Linked DNA regions of Sus scrofa: region 1 is linked to region 2. A link is a contact called in public Hi-C data. All regions are on one chromosome and are shown on one strand. Each heading gives the region's core, a stretch centred on a gene start, on an enhancer-like site or on the middle of the called end of the contact. The rest is flanking DNA. Distances are from core to core; before and after follow the strand shown.

The links. A called contact is a pair of places that touch in the nucleus more often than the background predicts.
Region 1: a Hi-C map of liver shows a contact between it and region 2, with 4 times the contacts expected there. The contact joins the enhancer-like site here to the promoter of SERPINF2 in region 2. A contact is called at or near these places in 3 of 5 promoter capture datasets (fetal liver, fetal skeletal muscle and liver), 7 of 47 Hi-C or Micro-C datasets (embryonic fibroblasts, fibroblasts, heart right ventricle and 4 more) and 1 of 2 datasets of contacts at active chromatin or transcription factors (skeletal muscle).

What each region holds. Positions count from the first base shown.
Region 1 is chr12:48,129,024-48,133,054 of Sscrofa11.1, forward strand. The region is part of intron 1 of RTN4RL1 (reticulon-4 receptor-like 1); the gene reads right to left. Among named protein-coding and RNA genes, the nearest start is that of RTN4RL1, 15 kb to the right of the region's middle. Within about 2 kb of position 1,453, at least 2 of the 83 cell types and tissues checked have an H3K27ac peak or open chromatin away from gene starts, as enhancers often do. A contact at or near this core is called in liver, where this site is marked.
Region 2 is chr12:47,932,727-47,936,448 of Sscrofa11.1, forward strand. SERPINF2 (alpha-2-antiplasmin) reads left to right here and starts at 1,825. Exons shown (of 10, transcript XM_021067579.1): 1 at 1,825-1,956; 2 at 3,314-3,368; 3 at 3,514-3,552; 4 at 3,666-3,722. The coding sequence starts at 3,318. WDR81 (WD repeat-containing protein 81) reads left to right here. Exons shown (of 9, transcript XM_021067573.1): 9 at 1-1,056. The coding sequence ends at 211.

The DNA of each region.
Region 1 (4,031 bases), core at 203-2,702, 200 kb after region 2:
ACAAGGTTTTGGGTTTGGCTGGCTGTTTGGGGGTAGTGCCAAGCCTGCCTACCTAAGGGGCAACACTGAACTCCCGCGACGGTTTCCATCCACTCAGCTCCTTGTGAAGGCCGTGACCTCTCACCCTTCTCTCCCTCTCCTACCCAGAAGCCCACACATGGGCCAAGGTGTACACACACGTGTGGGCTGCAGCATGGTCTCTAACAGCAAAAAACAGGAAACAGCCTCGGCGCAGAACCCAGAGGGCTGGCCTTTCAGCAGCCATGAAAACAGGCTTAGAATGACCAACGTAGGGAGTTCCCTGGTGGTCTAATGGTTAGGACTCAGTGCTTTCACCACTGCGGCCCAAGTTTGATCCCTGATCTGGAAACTGAGATCCTATACCACAGCCAGGAAATAAATAAAAATTAGAATGACCAACCCAGGAAGGCATTTGAGACCTACTGTAATTTATCAAGGGGGGGGGGCACAAGGAAAGATGCACCAAACGCCCTGGGAGGGATGGGCGTTCCCACTCTTCGGCTGTGGGATTAGAGTGATTTTCTTTTTGCCAATCTGTGGTTTTCCAAAATTATCTGTCCATGTGTATGCATTATTTGAGAAGTTCAAAATTTTCACTCCAAGGAGAAAAGGCTGATGTATATATGAGGCAGCGGGTAAAAAAAAAAAACAAGACCTTTCGCAGGACTCAGGTCTGTGTTTCATGCTTTGGAGAAAAGGCAAGGGCTTATGGGAACTGACCTTTGCCCTTATGCCCAGGCTGTAGCCTGGACCACATTAACAGCCAAGGAGAAGAGTCTGACCCCAATGGGAATGGAGATTCCCAAGACCCACCACCATAGCTGTTATTCGGTCTGTGTTTGGGCTCCCCCTGCCCCTTGACCAAGTGGCTGGTGGACTTGGGGCTGACCCCAAGCTCTGGTCCTCTCCAAAGGAACTTGAAACGATTCCATGGGCTCAGAACGCCTGCCCCACTCAGAGCTCCAGTCCCCCAGGCAGCCAGGTATTGTATCAAGCATACTCCTGCCTCCAGGCCTTGGCCATTGCTGTTCCCTCTGTCTAGAAAACGCTTCCCTGGTAGCTGCAAAGAGCCCTCCTTGACTTCCCTTAGGCCTCTGTTCAAATGTTACCTTATCAGAAAGACTTCCCAGCCTCTCTTTCTAAAATAACAGCTCCGGAGTTCCCACTGTGGGGCAACAAGATCGGCGGTGTCTCTGCAGCGCCAGGACGCAGGTTGGATCCCTGGCCCAGCACAGTGGGTTAAAGGATCCAGCGTTGCTGCAGGCAGCTGCGGCATAGGTCGTAACTGTGACTCGGATCTGATCCCTGGCCCGGGAACTCCATGTGCCTTGGGGCAGCCAAAAAAAATACAAAACAAAACAACAGCTCTCTGGTCACCTTCTGTTCCTTAATGAACTCTGTTAATTTTCTGCTAAGCACCTACCAGCCCTCGACAAAACAGAGCTGGAATACACAATAGCATTGTCTAACCTCCTCTCTGGAACGTAAGCTCTGTAAGAACAGAGGACTAGGGTTTTGTTCATTGCTGCATCCTCGGTGCCAGGCCAGCCAAAGGCAGGCACTCAACTGCTGTTCAGTGTTTGTCAGTGGAGAGAGCCCTCCCCAGGACCTCTAAAAGGCGGCCAGCTCATCTCCTCCGTGGATAGATAATCCCCAGGTGATCGAGATCTAGACATGGTCTGACGTGGGAAAACACAGCTGGCTCAAATGGGGTTTTCCTTCTGGGAAATAAAGCTGAGAACCCCAAGTATGTGGGGCAATTCGAGGTGGGAAGAGAGGGTGAAAGACTGTCTTGAGGAGTAAGCAGCGGAAACGAATCCAACTGGGAACCATAAGGTTGCAGGTTTGATTCCTGGCCTCGCTCAGTGGGTTAAGGATCCAGCGTTGTCATGAGCTGTGGTGTAGGCTGCAGACGAGGCTCGGATCCTGCGTTGCTGTGGCTGTGACTGTGGCCAGGAGCTATAGCTCCGATTTAACCCCTAGCCTGGGAACCTTCATATCCACGGGTGCAGCCCTAAAAAGAAAAAAAAAGAAAAAAAAAAAGAGTAAGCAGCCCTAGGTGGCCATATGGAGCCTTGTGCAAGGTGAAAAGTCATGGGTGCAGAGAGTGGGGCAGGAGAAAGAGCAGCTGGCGGGGATGGAAGGAGAGGCCATGAGAGGGCCACAGAGTGGCTGCCACTTCCTAGAGCTGCCTCTCCTCCCCTGGAGGCTTCTGGAGCCCAGGTCATGCATCTCTTTGCAATAATCCCCCATTTCCAATGGGCCACCTTGAGTCGCTGAGATCACATCTCTTTATCAAAGGCAGAAATACCAGCCCACCAGGGGCAGTGGGCCAATCACAGGAAGGTGATAACCATTGCTACTTGACAGCAGCCCCGGGAGAGAGCGCAGAACAGGCAGAGTTTTCTCATCCCAGGTACCACCTGAGCTCAGCTTCGCCTGGCAATTTTGTCTCCTCAGGTTCAGTCCAGCCTCGTTTAAACATTTCAGATCTCTGAAGCCCAGAATGTCCACGAGAGGTTTTTCATTTGCCACAGAATCAATAGTGCAAATTTTGTTCCATAAAAAAATCTGCCAAGTACAACCGTAAACTTTCCTGAGTGCTGTCTCTTTCCCAACACAAATCCTGCCCTGCTGGCCGTCCCCTGCCGCCCCACTGGCCACTCTTTCTGCACCTGTTAGTGTCCTCTGCTAACGGAGGAACAGAGCTGGGGTGGGGTGAGGCAGCAGCCCGGGGCCCTAGATGAGCTCTCCAGCCCCTCTGAGCCTCAGTGTTCTCATCTGTAACTTGGGGCTAAGACAACTTGCTGTTTCTGCTCTTAACAAGGTGTGTTCAGGGAAAACAATGAGATGCTTTTCTCCATCCCCCTCACTAAAAAACAAAGAACGAAAAATAAAACCTGTTCCCTCCTGCTTCCTGATAGGAAGTTTTTTTTTTTTTCCTTCAAGCCCTAGGTTACTGTGTTTTTGTTTGTTTGTTTGGTTGGTTGGTTTTTTTTTTGCTATTTCTTGGGCCGCTCCTGCGGCATATGGAGGTTCCCAGGCTAGGGGTCCAATTGGAGCTGTAGCCACCGGCCTACACCAGAGCCACAGCAACTCGGGATCCGAGCCGCGTCTGCAACCTACACCACAGCTCACGGCAGCGCCGGATTGTTAACCCACTGAGCAAGGGCAGGGACCAAACCCGCAACCTCATGGTTCCTAGTCGGATTCGTTAACCACTGCGCCACGACGACGGGAACTCCCCCTAGGTTATTGTGATGTAATTTTTTTTTATAGTTTTGGAGGTTTGGGTAAAATTAGGTTTGGGTACTAAGTGCCTTGTGTTCTAGCTTATATGGACAGTCATTCAATCAACCTTTCCAGTCAACTCGTAAAGACATGACACTAGTTACTGATTCAATACTATTTACACAATGTCACACTGGAGCTGCATTTTATTTTGTGAAGGATGCTGTTATTAGTCAGGTCTTGGTAGGAAAAGCAGAGCACTGTCCAACTGAGTAATTTATGAGTACATAATAAAGATGAGAAGAGTGGGTAAGGAAACCCTAAGAGATAATGGGTTTTATAGCCCTCTCCCCCCAGGGCCGAGTTAGGGGAGGGAGCTCTTGCGAGTTCAGCACATACCAGACTGACTTCCAACAGCCAGAAGCTGCAGGCCTTTGCCCAAGGGCCTTCTCTGGCAAGTGAAACTGTCTTTGCTCCTTCCAGGGGAACAATGCTCGGCCAGTGAGGGATGGGAGCTGTGTATAAATACCCCAGCTCCCTCCCCTTGGGGTGAGACAATGTTGAGGTGCATGGTCTAGACTGCATCTGAAGTTTCCCAGTGGGATGAAGTTCTTGGTGGCCCACGACAACGTGCCTCTTACTGGCTTCTCCCCTTCTCTGTCTCATTCCCTGCTTGCCTCCTGGCGTGTCTTAGGATCCCTCCCAAATAAAGACTTTCATCTGGGGAGTTCCCGGGTGGCTCAGGGGGTAGTGGGGGCGGGGGTGGAGGGAGTCACAAG
Region 2 (3,722 bases), core at 575-3,074:
CCACACCTTCGACTTGTATGGCAGCGAGGTGGTGACGGGCACCGTGGCCAACAAGATCGGCGTCTGCTCCTTGCTTGAGCCGCCTTCCCAGGCCACCACCAAGCTCAGCTCCGAGAACTTCCGCGGCACGCTCACCAGCCTGGCCTTGCTGCCCACCAAACGCCACCTCCTGCTGGGCTCAGACAACGGGGTCATCCGCCTCCTGGCGTAGCCAAGGCGGGAGCTGGCCCGGTGGAGGAGGGCGCACGACCTCGGGGAGTCCATCCCCTCGCCCTTGTCTCCCCAGCAGCTCCTCCGGGCAAGCCTTAGGCCCACGTGGCCTGCCAGTTAGGGTGGCGTGGGGAGGTCTGGGCTCCTGAACCCCCAGAGCCACCAAGGCTGCCAGAACGGATCATGCCCCTAGCTTGGGGCGATGTTGCTCCGGGCCAGCAGGAAGCAGGAGGGAGATCTGGGGGAAAGCATCGCTGCCCCCACTTCTCCCCAGCTCTGCCCTCATTTTCCATATGGGGACAGGACGCTCCGGGAAGGGGACAGGAGACCCCCTGCCTGGCCAGTCCCCAGCCACGGTCCCCCCTTGCCGGGCTCGCTGTGCCCCTATGCCGTGAGGACAGGGAAGCCACCCCAGTCCAGGACACTGATGGTGCTTGGACTCCAGCCTCTAAGGAGGACTGGCCGTGGTCCAGGAGTTAAGGGGCTTGGGCTGGGGTGTAAGTGTCCCCCCAGCCAGTCCCTGCCCAGTGTGGGACCATGAGGGGACGTGGGCAAGACCAAAGGCGGGAAGATGCACAGGGCCAGGGGGTGCCTGCCCACCCGTCACCACAGTGTTTGTGCCTTGAGCTGATGAGGCAGCCTCTGGGGTCCAGAATCCCTGGGGGAGCGGGTCCAACACCCTGAAAGAAGGAGCAAGAAGAGTCATCTCTGCACCTCAGGTCTCCCTCCGCCAGGGGACAGGAAGACCCGGGCACTCAGAGATGATGTCTGAGGCCGGGCCCCTGCTGCCTTCTCGCTATTTGCAATAGATGTAAATATGATCAATAAACCTTTGGAAGAGCCAGGGAGCGGGGCGAGGCTTTTCTTGATGGCGGGGTTGGGGTGGGGAGAAGTTGAGACCCTGCAGCTTCCAGGACAGCGAGGGAGGGGAAAGTAGGGCCCGAGCTGGGGAGACAGCCTGATTGCTGCTCCTCAGGTGGTGCAGGGTTCAGGGCTTCTGGTTCGCGCAGCCCAGGCCAGTTTCCAGAACCCTCACCCTTGGGAAGGGTAAGGAGGCATTGCTCTGATGAGGTGGGGTCCTGGGAGGTTGGGTGCTTCTCTTCCCACCCAGGCAGAAGGCAGCCAACCAGGATCCTGGGCCTGGGGAGGGGGGGAATGGGCGCCCTATCCTGGGTTCCCTGCCGAGTGAGTCTCTTGAAGCTTCTCCTTCCCTCCTCTGGTGGCGTGGGGGGTGGGGTGGGGGGCAGGGGTGTGGGAGAGGAAAGGGGGAAAGGAAAGGACCTTGGAAGTAGGAAGCTGAATGTCACTCTGAGCCTAGCTGTGTGTCCGTGGGCAGGTCACACATCTCCGAGCCTGACCAAAGCGCGGATAACCTCCCACTTCATGGGGTCACCGGCAGGCCCCCGTGCTTCCTGCTCTGCCCTCCACCTGAGGACAGCCTCCTCGACTGTCTCCTGAACCCCCTTTCTCACGGCTCAGGTGGGACCCAGATCCACAGGGGTTCCAGGTGACCCAGTATTAGATGCCTTGGTGGGAAAGGGGCTTCTGGCCCCAGCACCAATGTTTAACCGGATGTGCAGGTCAATGTTTACCAGAAGAGAAAGCACTCGGAACTGGGTTGGCTGAGAGCAAAGGTCCTGGTGGGAGGGGAGGGCTCGGCTGGGCGGCTGGAGCCCGGGCAGAGCGTGGGGAGCACCCAAGTGGGGCCAGAGGGACATCGTGTGCAGCAGCGAGGAGCCCGCAGAGGTACAGGGGTGGGAAGGCTCGGCCTGGAGCTGCCCACCTGCCGAGGGGGTCTGGGCTGAGTTTATTCAGGGGGGCCTGTCACTTCCCAGCCTCCTGGGGAGAGGAGGAGCCAAGGTGGGGGTTCTGGTGGGGGGAGTCTCTCTGGGACGTGAAAATCTGAGGCCTTTTCTTGCCAGGAAGATTCAAAAGCCTGGGTTGGAGATCAGGGCCCCCGGCCCAGGGATCACTGTGTGGGCTGGGCTGGGGGGAGAGGATGCTCCAGAACAGGCCCGGAGCTGGGTGTGGGGTGGGCGTGTGTGAGACCTGCTCTGAGGCCAGACAGAGACCTGCCCATCCCCACCCGCCAGCCTGGCTTCCCGGAGCCAGCCTGGGGCAGAGTTGGGGGGCGAGGCCCATGTTTTCCCTTAAGTCCAAAGGTGGCTCTGGCCAGTCATTCATTGGGCTCTGCTGTTGGGTCAACAAGGCCAGTCTCTGGCCCAGCCCACCACCCCTGCTGAGAGCACCGTCTCGTCCACCCCTGTGGGCAAGACCAGACTCACCAGAAAAGGTGGGCTGATGGGCAGCTGGTTGGATAGGAGCTCCACGGAGGGAGCCCCAGTACAGAGGAGGCTTCGGGCCAGGCCTCCCGGAAGAGAAGCCTTGAACTAGGCTGACTGTACCCACTACTGAGTGCCAGGCCATGCGGTCAGGGCTCACAAAGACTGATGATGTTGGTTCCTGTAAGACATGTGGCTGGAGGCAGGGACTTTCGCCACCATTTACCAGATAAGGCAGAGCCCAGAGGGGTTGAGGAAGACGTCCTTGGTCCTCTGCCAAGAGGCACAGCCTGGATTCAAACCCAGGTCTGTGGGAGTTCCCGTCGTGGCTCAGCAGAAGCGGAATCCAACTAGTATGCACAAGGATGCGGCTTCGATCCCTGGCCTCGATCAGTGGGTTGGGGATCCCGCGTAGCTGTGGCTGTGGCTGTGGCCGACAGCTGTAGCTCGGATTAGGCCCCTAGCCTGGGAAATTCCATTTGCCGAGGGTACAGCTCTAAAAAAAAAAAGCAAAACAACAACAAAACACCCCGGTCTGACTCATGACACCAAGCCTTGAAGGATGACTTTCTGGTTTGGGTGGTGTTTTCCCCTATCAACCAAAACATTTTCAGTGGATGAAATATGAAAAACCAGGAAGTGCAAAGGGGAAAAAGCAGTTCTGGGGGAGGGGTTCCAGGCAATTCACCTCGGAGCGGAGAATCTCTGCTTGTGCCCCGGTCGTGTGCGCAGCAGCTGCCGCTGTTCCCTCCGTGCACGTGTGCGTGGGATGCCCAGTGGGTGGGGGCGTGGCATGAACAGAGGCTTCCTGTCCTGCTCAGGAACATGGCACTGCTCTCGGGGCTCCTGGTGCTCAGCTTGTTCTGCCTGCACGTGGTGAGCCTGGGCCGAGGTCTGGGGGAGGCAGGGAGGCGGCTGGGGAAGAGGCCAGGGGTCTGGGGGAAAGGGGAGGGGGTGTGGGGAGGAGAGAGGGCTTGGCTCGAGGGGGGTCCCCCTCCTTTCCTCATCCCCTTCTCCACAGCTCCCTCCTGTGAGCGCCATGGACCCCTTGGGCCTGCAGGTACTGGGGGTGAGAGGTGTGATGGGGGAAGGCCCAAGGGGCCTCGCCTGTGGCTTGTGCGGGGTGGGGCGAGTCCTGTGCGTTGCTCTTCATCCGCTCCCTCCTTTCTTCAGCTGATGATCGGGCAGGGCCAGGAGAAGCTGTCCCCTCTTTCCCTCCTCGAGTTGGAC